Linked DNA regions of Mus musculus: all the other regions are linked to region 1. Evidence: chromatin contacts called from public HiChIP or PLAC-seq data. All regions are on one chromosome and are shown on one strand. The core of a region is the stretch at or near the end of the contact, and the rest is flanking DNA. Distances in the headings are between cores, read along the strand shown.

Evidence for each region. HiChIP or PLAC-seq counts read pairs in DNA pulled down with a chosen protein or histone mark.
Region 2: a FOXA1 HiChIP or PLAC-seq map of pancreatic cancer cells shows a contact between it and region 1. The contact joins the enhancer-like site here to the promoter of Ppm1d in region 1. A contact is called at or near these places in 7 of 39 promoter capture datasets (the 3T3-L1 cell line, cranial neural crest, embryonic stem cells and 3 more) and 1 of 115 datasets of contacts at active chromatin or transcription factors (pancreatic cancer cells).
Region 3: an H3K4me3 HiChIP or PLAC-seq map of bone marrow-derived macrophages shows a contact between it and region 1, with 5 times the contacts expected there. The contact joins the promoter of Car4 here to the promoter of Ppm1d in region 1. A contact is called at or near these places in 11 of 39 promoter capture datasets (the 3T3-L1 cell line, embryonic stem cells, hippocampal neurons and 6 more) and 4 of 115 datasets of contacts at active chromatin or transcription factors (bone marrow-derived macrophages, embryonic forebrain, extraembryonic endoderm stem cells and 1 more).
Region 4: an H3K4me3 HiChIP or PLAC-seq map of bone marrow-derived macrophages shows a contact between it and region 1, with 2.7 times the contacts expected there. The contact joins the enhancer-like site here to the promoter of Ppm1d in region 1. A contact is called at or near these places in 3 of 39 promoter capture datasets (the C10 cell line, embryonic stem cells and liver) and 3 of 115 datasets of contacts at active chromatin or transcription factors (bone marrow-derived macrophages, large pre-B cells and pancreatic cancer cells).

Annotation. Positions count from the first base shown.
Region 1 is chr11:85,309,937-85,312,636 of GRCm38.p6, forward strand. It overlaps Ppm1d (protein phosphatase 1D magnesium-dependent, delta isoform), which reads left to right and starts at 1,318. Exons shown (of 6, transcript NM_016910.3): 1 at 1,318-1,987. The coding sequence starts at 1,537.
Region 2 is chr11:85,785,246-85,787,945 of GRCm38.p6, forward strand. All of the region lies in intron 22 of Bcas3 (breast carcinoma amplified sequence 3), which reads left to right. Among named protein-coding and RNA genes, the nearest start is that of Bcas3os2, 11 kb to the left of the region's middle. Within about 2 kb of position 1,351, at least 31 of the 459 cell types and tissues checked have an H3K27ac peak or open chromatin away from gene starts, as enhancers often do. A contact at or near this core is called in pancreatic cancer cells, where this site is marked.
Region 3 is chr11:84,956,324-84,959,023 of GRCm38.p6, forward strand. It overlaps Car4 (carbonic anhydrase 4), which reads left to right and starts at 1,431. Exons shown (of 8, transcript NM_007607.2): 1 at 1,431-1,618. The coding sequence starts at 1,564.
Region 4 is chr11:85,811,524-85,814,223 of GRCm38.p6, forward strand. The region is part of intron 23 of Bcas3 (breast carcinoma amplified sequence 3); the gene reads left to right. All of the region lies in intron 1 of 2610027K06Rik (RIKEN cDNA 2610027K06 gene), which reads right to left. Among named protein-coding and RNA genes, the nearest start is that of 2610027K06Rik, 20 kb to the right of the region's middle. Within about 2 kb of position 1,283, at least 52 of the 459 cell types and tissues checked have an H3K27ac peak or open chromatin away from gene starts, as enhancers often do. A contact at or near this core is called in bone marrow-derived macrophages, liver and pancreatic cancer cells, where this site is marked.

The DNA.
Region 1 (2,700 bases), core at 68-2,567:
GCCCAGTTATTTCAGAATGCTGTTTTAGGGGAGTGGAGAGATGGCTCAGTGGTTAAGAGCCTGCACTGCTTTTTGGTTTGGAGCGCCTATCTGGCTCACAACCACCTGTAACTCCAGTTGTAGGCGGAGGGTTGGGACTCCACACAACATCCACAGAGATACACACATAATGAAAATGAAATAAATATTTAATGACAATTTTAAAAGGAATTGTCTTGGGAGGTATAGAAACTGTTGTTGAAAGGCAGGCCAGCATAAAGCCTTTCCTTGTTGTTTGCATTTCCCATGCTGCTGTAAATAAGTTTCCATTACGCTTTTTGTGAAATCTCAAAGGCTGTACAGAAAATAATAAAGGAACACGTTGACTCCCTCAAAAGAATATGGTGCTAAGAAAATATTAAGTTGATCACTCGAGAACTTATTTCAATTTCGTGGAAATCAGTCTAAAAGCATTCATTTTGTTGTTGGGACTGTCAACTTCTGTGAACGGAGGGAAATAACCGTGTCTTTAGGGCATGGAGATCCTGTTGTATGCTCCTTTTCCAAACGGTAACTTAGATTCTGCAGTAATAGCTGTATTCAAGACGAGTCCGAAAAAGTATTAACGACGCTGAAAAGAGGAAGAAATATGCAAAATACTTAAAAAAAAAAAAGGGCTGTAAAGTGTTAGGAATTAAACTCGCCGACAGGTCTCCGACCTAACGTTATCGCGGAAAACAGGGCTGTGCAACTGGCGGTGGAAAATTCCAAGTCTTCTTAAGTAAACCCGACTGCTTCCCTTAACTCCCAGCCGGACAAGTCCCACCCAAGCCAGTTCACGCGTGCTACGCTGGTCTAGCGCACGGACCAACGACTTTGCAGGGCATTTTCGCGCCATTTCGCTTGAAATAAGTGGAAGGTCAAGTCTACCTTTGACCTCTGCAAATTTTCCACAATCGCGGGAGGCAAAACTGGCTCTGCAAAAGGACCAAAGGGGAAAAGCCAGAAGTCTCACGTTAGGGATTTAAGGGGAAAAAAAGATGACAGGTTGAGGCTTCAGCCGCTTAGTAACAGCGGAAAACCCCCAGGGTACAGAAGCCCTAGGCTGGAGAAAACAAACCGGGCAAGGAGCGCGCTCCCCCGGTCGGCGGGCCGAGCGAGATCAGCGGTTGCAGAGAGATGCGGGGGTGGAAGGAGGGCGGGGGCGAGCTTGCTCTTCTTGACTCCTGATTGGTCTGTCTCAGCGAGCCGAGTGACGTCATCAGGAGAAAGGGGGGGAAAGAACGTCTGATTTGTATGGTGGGCGCGGGCGGGCGGGGAGCGAGTTCAGTGCGCAGGCGCAGCTGCTCGGCTCCTCTCGCCCGCGACTCGACCGGCCCAGCTCTCGCGGACAAGTCCCGACATCACGCGCCCCCCCCCACCGCCGCGGGGACCGCCTCCTCTTCACTCTCGGCTTCGTCGAAGATAAACAATAGTTGGCCGGCGAGCGGCGAGTGTGTCTCCCGCCTCGGAATTCGGCGGGCTGCGTGGGAACGGCGGGATCCCGGGCAGCCGGCCATGGCGGGGCTGTACTCGCTGGGAGTGAGCGTCTTCTCGGACCAGGGCGGGAGGAAGTACATGGAGGACGTAACTCAGATCGTGGTGGAGCCCGAGCCGGCTGCGGAGGACAAGCCGGCGCCGGTACCGCGGCGGGCGCTCGGGTTGCCGGCGACCCCCACTCTCGCCGGCGTCGGGCCATCGGAAAAAGGCCCGGCGGCGGCCCGCGACCCTGCCCCGGACGCCGCGGCCTCGCTACCCGCTGGCCGCTGCTGTCGCCGCCGCTCTTCGGTGGCCTTCTTTGCAGTGTGCGACGGGCACGGCGGTCGGGAGGCGGCACAGTTTGCCCGGGAGCACTTGTGGGGTTTCATCAAGAAGCAGAAAGGCTTCACCTCGTCCGAGCCCGCCAAGGTGTGCGCTGCCATCCGCAAAGGTTTCCTCGCCTGTCACCTCGCCATGTGGAAGAAACTGGGTAAGTTCCCCGCCCGCCTCTTTTTTTCTTTTCTCCCCTTATCCCCCTGGGCTTTTTATAGCATCAGCACCGCGTGGGCCTCCCCGGTACCAAGAGCGCTATCCATCAAGCGACGCTGTCCAACAAGGGATGCGAGTGAAGACTGTCATGGTTGGAGTTCTAGGCACACCGAGTGGCCTCGGAAACGCTAGGATGGCTTGTCTCCCAGCAACCGCTCCTTGCATTATCTCCTCCCTCCTACGATCAGGGGGCAACAGTCTCCCCTCTCCCTTCGCTAATTCACTTTGGTAGCAGCACGCTCAGAAGTGTTTGAATGCCGGCGCCAGATTGTAACCGAGGGATAAATTTAAGAAACGTTTCTACACGGGCTAGGTGAAAGAAGCAGGAGGTGGCAAGAATTGGAGCGTTCCCTTAGCATCTGTCATAATTTTGTTCTTGTTGGGCTTGTTCCTCTTGGTTGCCTCCTACCGGTGGTGTCACTTCTTCAGATTGACCTGAATGGCTCTGGCTCGATGTAAGTCAATTTAGAAGGGCTGAAGTGTAACATAGGCAACTTACTTTTGTGATAGTGTTTTGGGGTAATCCCTTGAATTGTTTATGAGAAAGGTGTGCAACGTGTTAAATATTAAATTGGCTCCATGTTAGGGGCATGTGTTAACTTCTTGGTGTGTGTGTGTGGGATACTTAGAATTGCATTCAGTTTTCCAAAAGTT
Region 2 (2,700 bases), core at 101-2,600, 480 kb after region 1:
TCATCCAGGAAAAGTGTCAGAGGGGAAAGAGAAGAGATCCATAGTAATTGCTTTTCTTACTGCTCCGGCAAAATGCCTGACAGAATCAACTTAAGGAAAGAAAGATTCATTTTGACACACAGCTCCAAGGTCCATCATAGTAAGAAAGGCAGAGGCAGGAGCATGAAGCAGCTGGTCACTCTGCATCCATAGTCAGGAACCAGCTCAGTGAAGGCTGGCGTTAGGCTACCCACACTTAAGGCGGGTCTTATCACCTCAGTCAGCAAGCCTACACATTCCTTCACAGACATGCCCACAAGTCTCTCCCCTAGGGAACTCTGATGTCTCCTAGTTGCTGTATTAGCCATACAAGTGCGGGTCCCTAGAATCGCAGAAACAAGGCTTTACAGAGGCTTAAGGGCAGTGAGAGAGGAGAAGAGAGCCAGATGGCACAGAAGAAAGGTGGGGTAGTTCACAGGACCCCCGATAAAGCCTGCTTTTCTCTATAGTATGCAGCTCCTCAAGGGACCCCATTGTCCCCTAAGCTGCCGTGACTGTGAACAAACACCCACGGGCTTTTCTAGCCTCAGTGATTTTTTTTTTTTCTTCCTATCTTGGATTTTCTTTCTATTGTACAAAATCTTGTGTGGCCCACAATGGCCTCAAATTCACTATGTAGCTAAGGATCAGCATGTATTCCTGATCTTTCTGCCTCTGCCTCCCAAGTGCTGGGATTGCAGTCATACATCACCATGCCCTGTGGCTTGGCTTTTCTCTTTAAGGAAGTCTAGGAAAGATGCCCTGAACTAGGGTCATTTTACAGTAACCTGGGGCTCCTGTCAAGCACCCAGGTCACTCCTGCTCTCCAGTGTACACACAGACACCACCTGACCTTTCCAATGGTGGATCTCCTCCAAGTTATGGATACTTCTCATGGCCTGGACCAGTGTACCTGATGGGGCTGGTGTTGTGAGTCCCTTAGACACCTGGAGACGGACATGCTCAGCTGCTGACCTGCATGAGAGTTCCGGAGAGAGGAGACATTCAGGAGTACAGCAGAGATGGCACAGTACTGACTGGCCTGGGCTGGTGTCTCTCACTGCCCTCTGCTGTAGACAGTCTGCTTGTCCACTTTGTCTTTGGAGCAACAAATCTGAACATGATCCAGCATTTCAAAACCAAGGCACCATATGTTTAGAAACTAACTGTAAGAGAAGTGCAGAAGAAGTACCATATGTAGACAAAGGACACTTTTGGGTTGTTGCCATGGAAAACCCAGGCTCATTTTGTTTACATGTTTGAGGCCTAATGTGCTCAGTGTCCCTAGTGGTGAGTTCATGAAGTATGCCTGATTCATACACTCTCAGGACTCCTGTGTAAATAAAGCCTTTGTCTTTACTAGGCCTAGAGGTGGTTCAGAGGGCCAGCTCACACTGTAATCGTAGCACCCAGAGGCAAGAACTGGAGGATCTTCATAGCCAGGGGCTACAGAGTGGATTTCAGACAAGCTTGTAATGCAAAGCAAGAGGACATCTCGAAAATAAATAGGTAAACAGCCTGGAAGATGTGCCCAGTGTTTGGAACTGCAATTTGTAAAGTTCATATACTGCCATGTATTTTTAATAGTTGGGCTAAATAATCCTTTCCAAACAACTGGAATCTTACCCTTCCAAGATGCACAGAGGCATAAGTTTTACTTATTTTAATATATGGGGAAGACTGGACCTATGGAATAGAAAACTCAGGAGTGTACCCCTAATGAGATGTGAGGGTTTCCAGGATCATATGCCTGTAATTCCTGCCCCTGAGAGGCTGAGGCAGGCGGATTGGTGAATTGGAGGACAGCCTGAGCTACTTAGTGAGACCCTCTCAAAAATAAAGAACAAAGAGAGTCTAAGGAGCAGCCAAGTGTATTCCTTGTGTGTCAAAGAAGCTCGAATGGACTGACTCAAGAATGAGCCTAAGGCCACCTAGCCTGCTACACTCCGATAACCATGATAGTCTTGAAGGTTCCGTAGCATACACGTGCACTTAAATGTCAGTGTGATTTAGACTTATGAATAACTAGCATTATTGTTCTTTTTACCCAGCGGAGAAATCAAAGGTTCCAGGAGGCTAGTCTACACCAGGTCCCATAAGATTAGCATTCCCCCTTTTCCTCCTGTCTTGACCCGAGGACTGTGCAGAGCAGCACGCCTGTGGCCTCATCACCATCTCTCATCTCCGCAGAGGATCCACCTCCACCCCGGTGGCTTCAGAGGCAAGGTCTAAGAGGGTGCCCAGTGAAGAGAAGTGGTTCTAGCCAGATCCAAAGGCTCCATAAGCCCCAAGGGCAGGCTCCAAAGCAGGGCTGGGCAGACAGGGATGTTCCCACACTGTGCATCCTGAGGAGAGGGAGCTGCCTCCGGCATCAGGACTCCAGTGCTGGTGCCAGGCCTCCTAAAGGGCTGCCTGGAAGGAATTAATGGCTGGCCAAGGAAGGTGGGGGTGAGTTTGCAGGTTCATTGAGCCAGTGGTGGAGTATTTCTACTACAGACACACTTTTACATGCTTCTCTCCCCTCAGGCCAAGGGATAGCAGGAAGCTATTTTAGTAGCTTTTAACCCTAACGGCATTTCTAAAACTCAAATGCATGCAGGAAGTTAATTCCTTCACCCATCTGTCCCCCCTCATTCCCAGTTAGATGGCAGGCCTGTGTCCGATAGAGTAGCATGAGGTCTC
Region 3 (2,700 bases), core at 181-2,680, 350 kb before region 1:
CCAGAGCAGAAGCAGACAATGAGACCCTAAGCCTGGTGAGGACACCCTCCTCCAACCTCTCTGTAGGATCAAAGCTGCCGGTGTAGGCTGTGATCCTAGGCCAGAGAGAGGAGCAGGCCAGACTCAAGAAGGGAGGAAGCTCCTTTGCTTGGATTGTTCTGATGGAGTCGTTCCCCTACAGAGGTTCAAAGGCTGGTGCTGGGGCAGGGAGAGGGTGATGTGAAGAGAATTTGGCAACGGATAGGGAAGTAGCTGGACCAGAAAAATAGGGCTTCCTGTTGATGGAGGAGTCCAGGTGTACTGCTATTCCTTGTTCATCTCCCCAGACTTGTCCTAGAAACTCCCCAGGGATGCGCAGACTCCCCATCTGTGAGATGTAAGGGACCTCCACAGAGAGTAACAAGTAGTGCTTGCCTGGAAGTGAGGCCAGATCCATTTCCCAGATATGGGAGACCGTTTACTCTTTGCTGAGGACTCTTCCTGTCTGATGGGAGAATTAGGGATATATCCAGATCCTTAGTTTTTTTTCTCTTCCCCAACTGTCATCTACTGTCATCAGATCTCAAAAGCACCAGTCCTTTCCCCTATGACATCGTGGGCTTTTCTAGTAAACCAATTTTCTACTGTGTCTCCGTGCCCCCTCCTCACTTTCCCATCCCCTTAATTCCATACCCTTTCCAGCCCCCCGACTCTCCACTCCACCCCATCTTCTTGGCTTAGCACAAGACCCACCAGTAACCACGTTTTAGGGAGCTTAGTTCTAGGTAGGAAGACGGGTCTTGGTTTCTTTAAAATTGAGTTTGGATGTAACTCAGTGGTAGAGTGCTTGCCTAGTATGAGAAATAGGGAACGAAAAGGAGTGGGGGTGGGGAGGAGGAGGAGGAGGATCTTCGTCGTCGTCATCATAACCATCATCTCCAGTCCCGAGAAAGAAAACGCAAAACAAAATCAAGTTTGGAATAGCCAGGAAGGAAAAAGATGAGACTGGAGCGTCAGCTACCGCTTCCTCAAAGAGCCTCTCACCGGGCATCTCTTCAACAAACAGCATTGCAAAGCTTTCAACCGTCTCGATTCTCCGTCTCCCTGAGACCATTTGGCTCCATCTTGCCCCAAATCAAGTTTATTACAAGGACACACTAGGAGACCCTGAACAGTTGGTGGCAGCATGATGGAAGTTACGAGTCTGGGAAGATACCCCGTGGGTCAGGTACCTGAGGATAGCTCATCTTTCTTCCGGAATCAGTTAACAGGAGTAGGATGGGGGCAAGGTGGGGATACTCCGCTTCTAAGCCCTGAAGATGCGGAGTGGGTGAGGGGTCTTTTCGCCATGGGCGAAGGTAGCAAGGTAGCAAGGTAGGCGGGGAGATGATTCTTTCCGATCTGAGACTGGACAAGGCGAAGAGAGGCTCCGCCAGGAGGAGGAGCCGACTCCCACGTCTAGCCGTCCGGGCTCCCTTAGGTCGTGGCTCTGCTATAAAGCCTCCACCAGCATGATCGCGACGCCTAGGGTGGCTTCATTGGTGATTGACCCTAGGCTGGGCAGCGTCTTTCCCCTCAAGCACCATGCAGCTCCTTCTTGCTCTGCTGGCGCTGGCATACGTGGCCCCCTCTACTGAAGGTATCCTCGGGTGACCCTCTGCGCCCCCAGGACCCGGTACCCTTGCTAGCGCGCTCCGGCTGCGCGTTGTTCGTGCAGGGAACCGTGAGGCTGCAGCGGACCTGGTTGTGTGAGCGGGGGCGCCTACACGTGTCCGCGGGAGGCTGCGGGAGAGGGGGATGTGTGCTCGCATGTGTGTGGCCGCGGGGTGTCCGCGTGTTGGACGCTCGTGTGATCTGTGGTGAGGATGCTTCTCTGACCCGCCTGGATCCACGGTCCTTTTCGCACCTTGGTTCTCCTGGGTTTGCCCGTGGGTGGCGAGTGGCCGACTGTCCTGCAGAGACTCTGAACCGGTAACTGTTGCCCACCCAGAACAAGCGCAGCAGGTTGGATGTATTGGGGTCCCGGTGTTCCCTTCTTCTGACTCTAGGGTCCTGCCCTCTGAGCTTCAAGCTCCCTTCTCCCCTTCCCCCAGTGCTGGATTGGGAGCCTGGCGGGGGGCATCCTAAGACCCAAGTCCCTGGCCAAGCCGGTCTTTCCAGACAAGGTGATTTTCGTTTAAAGATTAATGGTGAGACCGAGCTCTTAATTATTCTTCTAGGTGGGAGGTGGAGGTAGAGGCGTGTTAATATTTGATAAGGAGCTAAAGGCGATTCTAGCGGTTGGCACCTTCTCCAATACCCCATAGCTCTTCACGAAGACTTCATCTCTTAGTCCGCAGGGAAGCTTTCCCGTCCAACGGGCCAGAACTCCCTTCCAGAGTTGGGTGCTCTGCCCTGGAATGGATAGTGGGGCGTACGGTGGGGACGTGAGGGGTCTCTCAGACCAGAAGGAGAGAGAGTATTCCCCGTTGCAGGACTTAGTTTGGAGGATGTAAGGCATCTTGCAACAACTCCTTCTTAGTGGAGGGAAAAGAGCAACTAATATAATGTTAAAGGGCGGAGTGTGTGTGTGTGTGTGTGTGTGTGTGTGTGTGTCTAGGGGTTGGGCACTTAAAACGACTTAGTAAAAAGGAAAATGTTTTTAAATTAACCAGTGCCTTGTAGCTGTTCACGTTGGTTAAGACGTATAAAGTATTCTGTCGTTTACAAACCGGGTTTAGT
Region 4 (2,700 bases), core at 33-2,532, 500 kb after region 1:
GTGGCAGTGTCCTCTCAGCACCTTCTACCTGGCTGTGAGATATTCTTCCCTTCAGCTTCCGAAGCAAGAGATGACATGCTTGAAATAACTTTTAAAAAGAATTAAGACAGGCACTAAAGGGGGTGGGGATGGAGCTCCCTATAGAGCTGGTCCACACTGCACAGGGTTCTGAGTCCAGTCTCCAGCATCGCCAAAAGAAACATTATTGCTCAAATAGGAGTACCGAATGCTGACCATCTTGCTAGCCTCACCTACTCAGAATGTGACCTGCCTTTTATTCAAAACAGGGACTCCCATAGAGGAAGGGGACCCCATCCCCAGGGAGGCCGAGGTCACTTCCCTACTTAGAAATGCTAACTGCCTTCATAGCCCAACCCAGGCTTTTACCATGTTGGGGTTTTTTTTCAATGTCTGTGGCCTCTCCTGCCTGACCCACCTTCCCCATCCCACTTCAGATCCCACCACCTCCTGTGTAAGCATGTGACTCCAGCTTCCCAACCCTGCCAGCACGCTGGACCACCCTAAAGCCGACCACTCTCTGGGCAAGGTCATTTCTCCAGACCACATTCATAGTGTCCTCTGTGACTCAACTTCCTCGCTCACATAGTGTTCCTGAGCCAACTGCATCTAGGATGCTTGGCCCCAGGCAAGGATCTTACTTTCCCATTAACGAGCCACGGCTGACATCCTTCTCATGCCACTTAGGGAAGGGCCAGCTCCGTGGGTCCTTCAGCTCCTCCCTCATCCATAGCCGAGAGTGCATCTTGACCCAGTTCTTGTTCCTTGGACCCAACCTGATTCCTCTTTGTTACCTTCAGCCATCAGTTCTCCTTGCCCAGCATCCAGCCCTGGGATGAATGCCAAGCTGAACCTCAGTTAATGTTTGTTGAATGACTGATTGGGTTTTTGTGGCCTCTGAGAGGTAAATGAAAGGCAGCCAGAGCCATGGGAATAATTTCCATGCTTAAAAGGCATACTTCTTAGTTCCAGGCCAAGACTTGGATCCAGCTCCAGCTAGGTTGTTTTCTCTGCCCCTCTCCTCTGCCCCCTCCGGAGCTGCATCCAGAGGAGGAACCACAGTAGACACCCAGGCTAATACATTTTTTTCCATGCATGCCCATTGCATAACATGCTGATTCTTGTCCACAATGAGGAAGTGCTGGTGTGGCCTCTTTGGTGACTCTTTGGCATACCCTTTACACGGGCTGCCCAAGTAAAGCGACTGTGGAGCATGTGCGGGCTTGAGCAGAGGGTAGCGGGCTGCAGGACAGTTGCCAGGGGCCTTCCCTAGATCATTACAATGGGTAAATGGTTAACCCAAGGGAGGATTCTCCTTGGTGCCTCCTCCTCTGCCAGACTTCACCTTTAATCACCGGCCCTTGTGTAAGGTGTGAGGCCCAGCAAAGCGGCGCACCAGCACACGGTGGCTTAGGTGCCCAGCTTCTCAGATGGCAAGGAGCTGTGGGCTACAAAACAGGTACACCCACAGGAAAGAAAGGTTAGACATGGCCCTTGGTTACACTAAATATGAGACATTGTGGATTGCCCATAGCAAAGACAGCGATGCGTCTCCAGCCTTGGCTGATTTTGTTGCTGCTTGCTCTTCCTGTACGACCCTGGCCCCAGGAACTTGGAGGTCCCACTGCCTGAGACAACTTAAGTCTGCTGGCTGAATCCTCCAGCAGTTCTCATAGCTGTCTCCTTCCTCATCCCCACATATGTCCTCTTATTGTAGCTAAGTAGCTCTGTAATTAATCAAGTTTGGAGAGACTGGCCTTCCAATTGCTTCATTCATTCAGGACGACTTTTTCCATTCTTTCCCCTCACCTCCCCTGTGCCCATTATATTGGCACATTCCCTGTGTCTCTAGGCCTCCCTGGCCAGGACCAGCATATCATTTCCACTCTGTGTACGACTGTGTGGTGTTGGCTTTAGGGTGGCTGGGGGAGTGTGAACCAAGCCTCTGGGGCCACACCTCCATGGAGCTTGGACTGGTCCTCAGAAGTCTAAGAGCTTCTTTGTTTAGTCATCCACAGCCACTAAGAACTGATGTTAGGGATATCAGGCTAGCTCTGAGCATATCTCCACAAAGCAAAGCAGCCCTGCACATTGTCAAGCAGCTTTGGACTTCAGGCCTGGGGTCTAAATCCGTAGAACCATTAAAGAAAATCCAAGGAGCTACCCCAACATGAGCCTACATCCTCGTCCTTCCCTCCCCACCCCCAATAGCAGGCAGGAATAGAGGAACTCAGTCCGTGGAGACTGGGGAGGAAGAAGGAAGAGATGGTGATTGCTAGCTTTGGCTAATGAAAATCTAGATGTGCTGGACCTTGGAACACACCCCAGAATTCTCCCCTACAAATATGAGTGGTCAAACCAGATTTGATATCTACTCAGTTCGATCTCAGCTATTGTTGGACTCTTAGAAGGTCCGTTGTCTGATGCTCTTTAAAGAATTATTTTATTTCCAATGCAGACACAGCCCTTGACGTAGCAGTCAAAAACAGCACCCCCGAGAGACCCATGGCTGTGAAGTGTTTGGGTATGTAACTTCCTGTCTTTGCCTACACAGAAAGAAGGCTTGGTCCCACTGCTCCCATTCCCCTCACGTGGGTGTCCTCTGCCCCCAGAGCTCAGGCCTCAGAAAGCACGGAAAGTCAGTTAGGACAGGAGGTCTCTTCTGCAGGGGACTGGGGTGGG